Linked DNA regions of Xenopus tropicalis: all the other regions are linked to region 3. A link is a contact called in public Hi-C data. All regions are on one chromosome and are shown on one strand. Each heading gives the region's core, a stretch centred on a gene start, on an enhancer-like site or on the middle of the called end of the contact. The rest is flanking DNA. Distances are from core to core; before and after follow the strand shown. Region 1 overlaps rab2a (ras-related protein Rab-2A). Region 2 has its middle 29 kb from the start of chd7. Region 3 has its middle 88 kb from the start of chd7.

Evidence for each region. A called contact is a pair of places that touch in the nucleus more often than the background predicts.
Region 1: a contact with region 3 is called in a Hi-C map of neurula embryo, with 2.2 times the contacts expected there. The contact joins two enhancer-like sites. A contact is called at or near these places in 3 of 5 Hi-C or Micro-C datasets (brain, neurula embryo and tailbud embryo).
Region 2: a Hi-C map of neurula embryo shows a contact between it and region 3, with 1.9 times the contacts expected there. The contact joins two enhancer-like sites. A contact is called at or near these places in 2 of 5 Hi-C or Micro-C datasets (neurula embryo and tailbud embryo).

Annotation. Positions count from the first base shown.
Region 1 is chr6:116,991,233-116,995,574 of UCB_Xtro_10.0, forward strand. It overlaps rab2a (ras-related protein Rab-2A), which reads left to right. Exons shown (of 8, transcript XM_002936111.4): 8 at 2,943-4,342. The coding sequence ends at 3,035. Among named protein-coding and RNA genes, the nearest start is that of rab2a, 47 kb to the left of the region's middle. Within about 2 kb of position 1,454, at least 8 of the 11 cell types and tissues checked have an H3K27ac peak or open chromatin away from gene starts, as enhancers often do. A contact at or near this core is called in neurula embryo, where this site is marked.
Region 2 is chr6:117,103,173-117,107,131 of UCB_Xtro_10.0, forward strand. No RefSeq gene overlaps it. Among named protein-coding and RNA genes, the nearest start is that of chd7, 29 kb to the right of the region's middle. Within about 2 kb of position 1,904, at least 3 of the 11 cell types and tissues checked have an H3K27ac peak or open chromatin away from gene starts, as enhancers often do. A contact at or near this core is called in neurula embryo, where this site is marked.
Region 3 is chr6:117,043,191-117,047,710 of UCB_Xtro_10.0, forward strand. No RefSeq gene overlaps it. Among named protein-coding and RNA genes, the nearest start is that of chd7, 88 kb to the right of the region's middle. Within about 2 kb of position 1,526, at least 1 of the 11 cell types and tissues checked has an H3K27ac peak or open chromatin away from gene starts, as enhancers often do. A contact at or near this core is called in neurula embryo, where this site is marked.

The DNA of each region.
Region 1 (4,342 bases), core at 204-2,703, 52 kb before region 3:
AGCTTTGGCTATACATGGTCGAAAAACATTTCAGCCTCTCCAGCCCACTAGCGGCTGATTGGCCCAAGTATGGTGCGCTCAGGACTGCCTGTCTGTGTGAGATTGGCAAGATATCTGTCAGGCAAGTTTGAAAGTCCCATCTGATGAGGATTGCATTGGTGCCTTGATGTGGGTCTCACCCATTAGGGCCACAGAATTATCTGATTGTTGGCCCCAATACCAACTTTCATATAAGCCAAATGAGCAAATCTTTAATTATATGGCATTGGTGACACTTACTGTGTAAATGCAAATATGCAGTGTGACCCCTATATATAGTAATGCATGATGGACAAGTTACACATGTAGCCAGCCCCCAGCAGCCAGTAAATGCTGCACTATTCAATATCTTTTCATAAAAATGTTCTTTTGTTTTAGTAGGGCCACATGTAGCCACCAGGCCATCTGGCTTCTCTTCTAAAGAAAAAAAAACATGGGGGAAAAACAGCCTTTAGAGTACCCTTATAATGTGTATTAAGCATTTTATTTAAGTTTGCATCCAACATCTTGGTTATACCAATGTCAGTTTTCCCCCCCTCGTGCAACAGTCTGATCCCCTCCCCCTTGTGCAACAATCTGATCCCCTCCCCCTTGTGCAACAGTCTGTTCCCCCCCCCCTTGTGCAACAGTCTGATCCCCTCCCCCTTGTGCAACAATCTGATCCCCTCCCCCTTGTGCAACAGTCTGTTCCCCCCCCTCGTGCAACAGTCTGTTCCCCCCCCTCGTGCAACAGTCTGATCCCCCCCCTCGTGCAACAGTCTGATCCCCCCCCTCGTGCAACAGTCTGATTCCCCCCCCTGTGCAACAGTCATTCCCCCCCCTCGTGCAACAGTCATTCCCCCCCCCTCGTGCAACAGTCTGATCCCCCCCCCTCGTGCAACAGGGTGATCCCCCCCCCTCATGCAACAGTGTGATCCCCCCCTCGTGCAACAGTCTGATCACCCCTCGTGCAACAGTGTGATCCCCCCCTCGTGCAACAGTGTGATCCCCCCTCGTGCAACAGTGTGATCCCCCCCTCGTGCAACAGTGTGATCCCCCCCTCGTGCAACAGTGTGATCCCCCCCTCGTGCAACAGTGTGATCCCCCCCCTCGTGCAACAGTCTGATCCCCCCCCTCGTGCAACAGTCTGATCCCCCCCCCCTCGTGCAACAGTCTGATCCCCCCCCCCTCGTGCAACAGTCTGATCCCCCCCCCTCGTGCAACAGTCTGATCCCCCCTTCGTGCAACAGTGTGATCCCCCCCCTGTGCAACAGTGTGATCCCCCCCCTCGTCAACAGTCTGATCCCCCCCCTCGTGCAACAGTCTTCTGATCCCCCCCCCCTCGTGCAACAGTCTGACACCCCCCCAGACCACAGTGCCTACTTTGTTCCCAATCCCCTGCCACCTCGCAGACCACATCCCCAGTGCCTTTGTGCCTGTCTCCCTCCCGTCCCCCTGCTATTATCTCATTGCCTTTGTCTTGCCCAGTGAATGTGGCTATGACACTTGGGGGAGGGGGGATCAGACATTATTCAGAGCCAGTAATGCGAATATAAAAAGCTTCAGGAAAGTTGAGTAGGTCGTGCCTGATTGGTCGCTGGAGTTCCTTGTCCCGATGTGGTTTCATACAGCACCTGGCTGGGCTCCCTGTGCCTCCGCGCCGCTCTGATTGCAATCTGCCTACAGAACTGGACCTCTGTGCTACTTGCTTGGTTCTGGGCCAAGTCTGCTTCTGGCCCTCGCTACCAGCTAAGAGGGGCAAAACCCAGGGAGCCACAGGGCATGCTTTTCATTAAAGAGAACTCAGAGAAACCACATCAGCTGCTGTCAATAAGGAAGCACTGCCAGAAACCCCAAGGCTACTACAGTTGCAGAACAACTGCCAAGCACTATAAATCTGACATTTACTGTGACGCAAAGTTTCCTTAAGAGCTTATTTTGTGAAAGCTACTGTATTCCTTCCCTCCTCCCCCTTAAAGTGCTGCCTTCTTAGGTGGAATCCACTTGAGGGAGCAAGCGTTAAGATATAAGTGTGATCTTGATGAATGAAAGGAGCTGCGCCGTGTGTGGGTTGCTGGCCGACTGCCATGTCTTTGGGGATCATAGAAATTATTGATGACACAGAACACTTGTATGGCTCCACTCTCCAACGCTCATTCAGCATAGAAAGGGAGCACGCAACAGAATCTGGGGAAAGCGCGATTTCTTAGCTGCTTTCTTCTATCTTACCTCGCCAGACACCCCAGAGCCTGGCGTTATATGTAGCTTTGTGCAGACTACACTGTAACTGCTATTCTTGCAGGTTTAAACACATGGACATAATAGGCTCTCACACACTCCCTGCTATTAGTCCGCGCAACTGAAACTCTGTGTTGTAAAGAACAGCAGCCAATGCAGCCACTAGCTTGGGGCACCTCAAGGAACTTACCCCCTGGGCCCCTACCCCCAATGTGGTTTTTTCCTTCAGATGAAAGTGTGAGCTTATCAGTGCCTCTGTATGAACTTCCATAATATATATAATAAACACAATATATCATATAATGAACTAGAGAAATGTGTTGAACTTACAGAACTATAGTTATATTTAAAAAACACTTAAGTGATTATATTCATATATGGGTGCCAGTTTTAGGGGGTGCCTTTTTTAAAAACAAAAAAAACAATCCCCCTAGTCCACAAGCATAGCGGTGGAGGATGGGTGGAAGCCCCACTTTTCAGAATCTTCTACAGAAACGTCCCTCCATTTCCAATGCGGGTAAATGGGCCGAATGCAAAACCAAGTAGAACTGCAGGATTCCTATTCATAGGGTGCAGAACAAGGCTTTATTTATAAGGCTCACATTAAACATGATAATTATAATGAGCTGAAATAATGAACTTTTGCATTTATTCGGGAATTAAATTCTATTTTCTAATTGCAACAGGCGAATGGCATTAAAATCGGACCACAACATTCAACACCAGGTTCACCCGGATCACATCTCGGAGGACAGCAGGCTGGCGGTGGATGTTGTTGAACCTGTTTTCCCTCTGAAGATCCAAGATGGGCGAATTGCTTGTTCATAGGCTATTTACTTGTTCTTTTACTGTCTCCTCCTCCCTGCCCCGCCCTTCCCTCCGCCCCCTCCTTCCCAAAATTTCGATGTTCACTTTAAAGACAGATTTCAGAAATTGTATTCATACGGTATCTATTTGCTTTTTGATTTCTAGGTCTATTGATTGTGATTTTGTTTAACTGTTGTATTGTACCCTTGACTAAAACTGAATTGTATTAAACACTAAAATGTATCTGAGCATTTTAATTGGTTGTTTAGGTAGGCATCCCATCTTTTTGTGGTGACCTTATTATTTAAGGTGCACCCGTTTAAATAAGAATAATGCTTATTTAAATCTGCATATTATCAGTGTATACAGATTGACTTATTATGCCATCCCTTTCCAACCCTCAGGCATGCCAACATGTTAGTCAGTAAGCCTGGTTGGTGACAGTAGAAGCATGGCATCAGCCACTTGGACAACGAGACAATTTCTACGGCACATTTGGAGCTTTAAGAGGGTTTAGGCCCCGGGCTCCAGTCTCGGAAGGGATCCCTTGTTTCCCACAACGAGTATGGATCCACCTATGGCCTTTCATTTGCTGTCAAGCGAACACCCCCCACAGCTACTATAGGTATAGAGAGGTTGTTGTAGTTCAAGAACATCCTTGATGTATGCAGTCTCTGAGCAGAGTGCCCTTCTGCCTAATTCTCATCATGATAAGGACATGTCTAGCCTAGAGACACTATGGGAAGGAGTCCAGACTTACTGAGTCAGCTCTAGGCCACAGACCAGGATAACTGATGTATTCATGTACAAATAAAATTCCTATTTATTTTGAAATTGAAGTCTCAAAATACAATAGATATCTGAACTAAGCATTGTTTGTGTATTTACAGTTGTATATTGTACAGTGTGGGAGCACATGATATCATGCAAGCAACGATGCAGCAATTCCGTGGGGCGCATTTATCAACACTGGGCAACCTGGCACCGGGGCAGTGACCTGGGCGCTGCAGGTAGAACAATGAGAGCAAAAATGTTGGTTGCCATGGGTTCCGGCCCTGGGGCCAGCTTGCCCAGCATTTATAACAAATGCATAGTAATTCTAGTAGACGTTTCTTTGCCTTAGTGTTTAACCATTTGGCTCCTGCTTTTATCACAGTAAGAAACAATTGCAGAAATGCTGACTGTCCCAGATTGGCATAAATGATACATTTTTTTAAAAAAAATACAGTATTCAGTGAATTTTACTGTATTGTCGTGTTTCATTTGGTGTTGGCGTGAT
Region 2 (3,959 bases), core at 654-3,153, 60 kb after region 3:
CCCTTATTTAGCACCTCCATGAACTTTTATGGTGCTTGTGTTGCTCCCCAAGTCTTTTTACATTTGACTGTGGCTCACAAGTAAGAAAGGTTGGGGACTGCTGCTATACGCAGTGGTGCATCAATGCTTAGCACCCTTACTGGTCCTCCCATAATTCAGATTTTACTGAATAATGGGTTTCTAAATAAGGGATCCCATAATTCACCAAACGAGCGGATCATGACATGTATGGCCACCTTAAGTCAGTCATCCATTCCTTGTGCCGCCATGTTGTTTGCTTCCCTAAATGGGTCTTTTAATCTGCTGGTTAAAGCCTAAAATATCAGGATAATTTTGTAATGGCACATGGTTCAGTGTATAGCATTGCTGCCTTGTAGTAGCACTGAGGTGCTGAGTTTTATTCCAACCTAGGTACAATTTGCAAGAAATTTGATCCATTTTTTTGTGGGTGTCCTTCGAATATTCTCGTGCACTCCAAAAGCATTCAGGCAGGTTAATTAGCTCTTAATGAAACTGACCCTAGTGTGCTGAGTTAGGGCCATGGCCCAGGGAGAGATCAGTCGATCAGTTGATCGGTTAATATTGGCTACCACTGGCAACTAATCTTCTCAAAATGCCTTCTACTGGCAATAAAGTGAATTGCCAGTGCCATATGAGTTGCTTCGTTTTCCCAGTGCAAGTTTCCTCCTGCACTTTATTGCCAGGGGGAAGGTATTTTGAGGAGATTAGTTGCACTAGGTAGCTGAAATTTAATGGCAGGTGATTCATTTTCCCATGGGCCATAGTCCATGTGTTAGGAACTTTAGATAGTAAACTCACAGGGCAGGGGCTGTAATGAATGATGTGCATTTTACAATATTTGTGCATAAGTGTGCCACTGCTATATAAGTTAATGTTGGTAAATAAGTTAAAATGAGCAGTGTGGCACTAGAAATCTTTTTAAGGCATGGGCGTAGGCATCTAAAATGGTTATTGCTTATCTACACCATGAGAAGGATCATGCATTTATATTTTTTGGTTTTATTTTTGATGTATAATGTTGTTATCATGGCTAGATTTATACATAGGCACCTGTTAGCCCATGCCTAGGCCAGCAACTTTAGGGGACTCAATGGCAGACACTTGTGGCTAAATCCAGCAGCAAAGTAAAGGGGGTACCACTTCCTTTTGTGGAGAGGAATGCTCTGTCCAAAGGTGGGTGGGGGGAACATTCACTCAAATGTCCTGTGCCTAGGGCAGACAGAAATACGGCCCTGGTTGTTGGGGGTGGTAGAGATCCATTCATTATTGTTATTATTATTACTTGATTAAAAATGGCAACATATAACAATCCTCCTCAGCATTGCATGACAGAAGGTTGTATATATCAACATACAAATGATATACAAATGCTAACAATTATGGTGCAGGGATATTTTTAAAGGTAATGATTGTATAACACATACAGAAACTTTACCAGGAAACCCCATACCCAGAAAGCTCTGAATTACAGGAAGTCCATCTCCCATAGAGTCCAGTTTAAGCAAATAATATTTTTTTAATGATTTCTTTTCAGTAATGATAAAACTGTACCTTGTACTTTATGGTAACTAAGAAGCAGGAACCCATATTGGTGGTGGCAAAACAATCCTATTGGGTTTATGTAATGTTTAAAAGGTTTTTAGTAGACTTAAGGTATGGTGATCCAATTTATGAAAAAATACAATAATCCAAAAAACTGTAGGTCTGCAATTCTGGATAACAGATCTTATACCTGTACCATATATCAAAGGTTCCTAATACTGTTGTTCTGCCACCCAGGGAGCCCAAATCAGTGGAAGGCATGACTAAAATCATGCAGACTGGACTTATTTGTTGCTCTGGATACTACTGAAACAAAAGCAGGGGCTCTGTTACAACAAAGCAGCCTGGAGGGGCTTGAGTACAGGAAGTCTGACACCCACAGCAATAGGGGCCACGAGGTCAAAAGACAAGATAAGGAAGCAACCTGCATGGAATGTATGTTAAAAAAATGTGCTGGTCATTTCTAAAGGGATAAATGGGAAGTATAAATTGCTCTTATCAGGATTCTGATGCCTTTAATGGCACAAGAGAATAAAAAGGCAGTGTACATTTCATCTCATTAATAGTCTGCATTACTGGAAAGCACAATAGTCATCCCCTGCTCCCCTGTGTACTACACTAGATGACTTCATCTCTCTCCCCACCGCACTGCTGTTTGATACAGAGCACCGATAAGTCATGGGATGCTGTTTATATGAATCATTGGTTTGCGTGTCTGCCCCTCACACACACACCGGGCTACAGCGGGGGGCTGAAAAGAGTTACCCCTCTAAATAACCCTATTTAAATAGAATGCTAGAATTAAACGCTGCAGTACAGAGCACAGAAGGGGGGGGGGGCGATTCTTAGCTAAAGTTTAAGGTAACAGCTTGAGCATCTGTTCTATTATACATAACAGGCTTTTGTTGCGGTTGGTATCATTTATCAAAGAAGCCCTGCAAGATCGATGTTCTTTCACAAAGGCCCCTGAATGGCCACATAGAAATGAAGTTTATTGAACAACTGCAGAGTGTAACTTTGACCAGTCCTGTCTTAGAGGCACTAATTGCTGGGTATAAACTGGCTAAACTGACCAGAATGGCAGCTTATAAATGAAGAATATTGGAACAAATTCTCTGATGCATAATGGCTGGTGACTTAGGGTTATAGTATAGGGGCCATTTTCTCTACCCACATAGTTCAGCTGGCAGAGAAGCGCCCGAAATGTTCTATGCCCCCTCACATTGACTTTCGCAGGAACTGGCTTGGTCTCAGCCAGGCTGAGAAATCGCTGTTTCCATTTAAGTCAATGGGAGGTGTCAGGGTGTCACATTCAAGTGGTTATAAATATTTGAATTATTTATTTAGTATATATATATATATAGGGCAGATTTATCAAAATGTGAGATTAGCGCTCATCACAGAAAAATTCACCTTCTGTTTATTCCTATGGGATTTTTAGAAGCGTATTTATCAATGTGAGAGTTAGAGTTTACTATTTGATAAATACGCTTTTAAAAATCCCATAGGAATAAATAGAAAGTGGGTAAATTTTTCTGTTATGACCTCAGATCTCACATATTGATAAATCGGTCCCTATGATTAAGTACTAAATGCACAAAACACGTAAGGCAATGTGCCCTAATTTTGTTTACAATTACAATTCTTTTACTATTGCCTGTCCATGGGATCTGTCATTGCCTGCCTTTGATTTTGTATGGACTACCTCCCGAGCTGTAGGTTTGGGGCTTGCACATCCAGAACCCAAATTGTTACTGATGAGCTACTGACATGGCCAATTCACTACTCTTTTAATTTGTTTATTATATTTTTTCCAAAGGCCCTAAAACCTGCATTCCACAGAATTCTGGCAAGGTCTCTAATAGCACAAATTCCTAATTGTAAGCACAGGGACAAACTCCTTGCTATCGCCATAAAGAAAGCACAAATACAACAAAACAATTCCAAAATATATCTGTATCTCTATATCTAGATTCTCTGTGGAGGGGCATGATCAGTGGGCAAAATTCCAGGAGGTCAAGAGGGGCCTATGGCAAAAAGCCTTTCTCTCTTCTACCCTATACACCGCCCAACTGCGGGTACAAACTGACATGGGCACTGAGTTTTTTTAATTCACCCCCCTGAACACTGTGACTGGCTGTAATTGGTTATTTGGTAGCCCAAAGTGAACTGGCAGCCTACAGAAGGCTCTGTTTGGCAGTACACATGGTCTTTATGCCTCCAAAACTTGCCTTCAAGTCAGAAATTCAAAAATAAGCACTCCTTTGAGGCCACCAGGAGCAACATGAAAGGGGTTGGTGAGCAACATGTTGTCTCTGAGCCACTGGTTGGGGGATCACAGAGTGTGTGCTGTATAATGTGTATCCTGTGTACATTCTCAGGTTTTAATTATTAGG
Region 3 (4,520 bases), core at 276-2,775:
TCTCACATAGAAATAATACTAACGCATGATTCACAAACATATATGAAGCGTTAAACATGCTAAATATCACATTAGTCTGTGCGAAGATTAACACCTACTTGGGGCAGGCGGTACTTAAAGAAAATTGTGGTTCGTGAGCTTTTGGCAACACAACATGGACTTTGCAGTGGGATTTTTTCAAGTATGTGTTGGCCCTAGAGTGATGCATCCTCCAGTTTTCAGGGAAATGGGCATTTTCAGAACAGTAGTTTTCTGAAAGTAATGGTTACGTGCATAAAATCGTGCGCTAATATAGCACGTGGCGAAATATATCGCGCGCAGCGGGAAATAACGCAAGAAAATCGCTCATCGCTAGTTAAATAATGCAAAGAACATTGCGTCTTAATTATGACGCCTGTCCTTTTAGTGAATCGAGCGTTAAGTCACAAAAAATAAGAAGCAATAACATTTTTAACGCATGCTATAAATAGCGCTTGTAAATCAGCCCTATAGTCTGCTATAGTTTTAGATTTTTGTTCCCTCTTCACTTTTGCCTGGCTATCTTCAAAGGCCATAGTCGGTTCCAATGTACCCTCTGCCAGTATTCTTGAATTAAAGTTTAGGAAATATTCCATACCATCACTCTGCCTACATTAAAGTAAGTGCCACCCTCTTTGACTTCTATAGGAAGTTGACAGAAGCCCCACTATGGGACTAAAGATAAATAATCAGTAACAATTTGAATAGTAAAACATCTTGGGTGATTCTGTGCAATTCTGATTTTTTTTAGGGGGTGGATTAATCTTCCTGTTACTCATCTGCATGGCTCATAGGCAATCCACTTACAACTTTCATTTATTTCTTTGTAACGTTGGGCAGGTGCCTTATTTGCCTGAAACTCAAACATGAAAATTAGATTGCATGCTCCACTTAGCAGTCACGCACCTTGGCTAAACAAATGAATGAATGTAGAACCTAAAATTAATTGTACTGTATAGGAAAAAATATACTGTCATATGCTTTTTATGTGTAATTTAGTTATATTTATGTTTTTTTTCATGTGGAAAAGGCCAATGAAATGTGGAAAATATATCAGGCAGAGTCAGACTCTTCTAACAGGCACTCAGTAGCTCTGAATAATGAGAGCTGTTATTAAATAACAACATTCATGTTTTCATGCAACAGCTTATTTCAGTCACAAGGGGTTACTGGTTTTCTGGGAAAAAGTAAAAAAAAATAGTATAAAATAGTATACAATAAAAACAGTATAAAATAAAATATTATACTGTAGCGACAATTGTCTATAGTTGTTTACCATATAATATTTTTATACAGTTAAATAGGGATCTAAATATTTCCATGGCTTCCGCTACATGGTTTCATGTGGATTCTGGCAAATGCCAGAGGGGCAGCTGTAAGATTCCAGAGCCAATTGTGAATCCCAATCCGGACCTGGGTTTAGAAAGTAGATGCTTTTCAGGCCGTCCACCGCTCTGCTCTGTGTGGCCGCACTCAGGCCGTTACTGTAGTTTTTAGTGCAGGCACACGGGGCAGCATAGGCAAGTGGATCCGCTTCTCTCAGCAGGGCTTAGATAAGCGGATATACCCACCATGTTCCCTTGCCCTTAAGCTGTGAGAAGGTACAGGTCCAGCTTCTTACTCTTTTTTTTTCGTGAGGTGTTTTATAGAACAAATGCTTCTTCCTGATATCTAGCAACGTATGTTGCTGCGACTTAGCACAGCGACCCTGGCTGCTGGACATGGCTAAAACTGTCATATGACATTACAATTTGATTTTATTTGGGGCATACAGTAGAACACCCGTTTTAGGTTTTTCAGGGGACCACAAAAATAGTGTAAAATGAGGGAAAATGTAAAATCAGGATATGTAAAATTGAGGTTTCACTGTATTTACTTTGGAAAATATGGAGTTTAGTGTTCCTTTAAAGGAGAATGCAAGTCAAAATTTAAAAAGCATACTGCCCAATAGTCCTCCTATTGTTTAGTAAAAACGCCACACTTTTGGCTCACCTAATCAAATATTTACTCACACTTACTTCACATTTTCTAGAACAGGCAGCCATCTCTAAAAAGGTATTCTCCCTTCCTTTCCCTCCTTGCTTCATACTGCACATGTGTTTCATTCCCTCCCCCCTCCCCTCTGCCATATCCGCTTCTGATTGGCTGGTGGGCATGTGTAGCTCAGAACAGGAGACAGGATCAAGTTACACACATGCTCAGAGAATAGGAAGGCTGCCGCTGGCACCTACAGGAAGGGGAGAGAGATTTCAGTGATGTCACTGTAGTCTTCACACTGCTGTAGGCTGCCAGCACCATATCTCAGAGAAGCAAGCAGGGATCTGGGAATTTAGATATGCAGTAAGTACTTAAAAAGAATGCCTTTAGACTTACTTTTAATTTATATTAACCTTTCCTTGTCCTTTAAGGCTTTTTGTTAGTTCAAACTTTGGTCAGATTCCAGGAATAAGTTAAGTCCAACTTAACCAACTGGTCATATTAGCCAATTTTGATCAAACTAAACTGGGCAATACAATAAAAATAAAATGGTATTATGAATTCTAATAGTTACATGGGAATTGCACATTTTTCATTTCTTTGTGATTCCATGAATGCAACTGATGCTATAGCTACAGCCTGATAGGGGTCTGTCAGTTGAAAGAATAGTGGTAGGAAGTCCACCCTGGATGCATTGTGGACACAAGCTTGATTTGTTGTTTAGAACATAGTGGATAATATATAGTTTTCTTACTGGGGGTGCAGTGCAGCGAATATTTGTTTTTTCCATAGAGTGTGGTACAGGGTTGAGCCATGTTGCATTATTTGCTGGGAGAAAGGTGGAAGGAACCTGCCTAGAAGTATGGGAGAAGGTGGCTTTTTTTCTGGAAGGCGTTTGGTAGAAATAAGAAGAAATGCTTGCTGGGAGAATGGTAAATGGGTGATGGATTGTTTGCTGAGAGTATGGTGTAGATAAGATAGATTATTTGTGGAGGGTGCAAGATAACTTGCTTAGAGGAAGCTGACCAGTTAGTTGGGAGTGTGGAGGAGGGAAATGGAGAGTTTGGTAGGAGCATGGCGATGGAAAGATGGACTCAATACAAAAGTTGCGATAATTTGCGAAAGTCATAATGGCAATGAAAAGGTCGCGACAATTCACGAAAGTCATAATGGCAATGAAAAAGTCGCGACAATTCACGAAATTTGTAATGGCTATGAAAAAGTCGCGACAATTCACGAAATTTGCAATGGCTATGAAAAAGTCGCGACAATTCGCGCAAGTCGCAACGGTTACGAAAAAGTCGCGACAATTTACGGAAAGGTCGTAACGGCGACGAAAAAATCGCAAAAAATACGAAAAAGTCGCAAAATGTTCGTTTTCCAATCCAAATTTTTCTCATTCGGATTCGTGGATTAGTAAATCAGCCCCTAAGGGTTTAATTTTAGCATACATACTCCTTGGGGCTGATTTACTAATTTACTGATTTACTTATCCACGAATCCGAATCCCGAGCAAGTTGTAATGGCTACAAAAAAGTTGCGACAATTTACGAAAAAAAACGCAAAATACCGATCATTACAAAAAAAACGCATTTGGACGCTTTTCTGACGTTTGTGGATTAGTAAATGTGCCCCCTTGTTTAAATTCTCTGCATGGCCATTTGTGAACCTTTATTTCATGAATAAATTAAAGTTTTATTTATATAATGGGATGATATGCCTTGTTATTGCACTGTTATTGCACTGTTATTGCACTGTTATTGCATGTCATGAAAATTAGCTCTTAACACTGATGCTGCTTTGTCGCTATGTTTATGTACGGGTATTTTAAAATAAGCATCTCTCTTTAAAGGGGGATACATGCTTCCCATCCCCAAAAGCACACACGTCAAAAATACTGTCTTTTATCTAAGTACTAGTGTGGAACATACTAGGGGATGTGTGTACTGATCATTAGCAATATTTTGCAATAGTTCAATCATTTTTAGAAACAATATAGTGTTGCAGGAAAGAAACCATTTCTTCAAAGTAGATTATCAGGGAATTAATTTGTGGTCTGTCACTGTGGACTGTGACTGAAGAAGCACAGTTGTAACAGAGCCTAAAAAAAAAAGTTTGAGGGGTCTAGTAAAACAAACTAGAGGCCATCATGTCTTTGAAGTGCATCTGTGATGAACCAGTGAGGTTTTTTCTGTTTATCCTCTAGGGAGCCTAAAGGAGTTTGGTTCCTCATTAGGCGCCTCTTCCAGTGATGGACTGGTCAAAAAGTAATTAATTACAGCCGCTGCCACCTTCCTAAAGAATGTGATCAGAATGTGAGAACCTGTAACTATGTAATCATAGATGCTTAGATCTGATTTAAGCTGTTGAGCTAGATGAACGTGAAATGAATGTTCTTTCAGGCAATCAATCTAAATTTGATGAATAGCCCCAGTGTGCAAACAAGTGGCGTCAGCAGGTTTAGCAACTGATGAGAAGAATTTGGATCCCAATGCTACAATCAACATTCTGGCAAAGTCTATGAC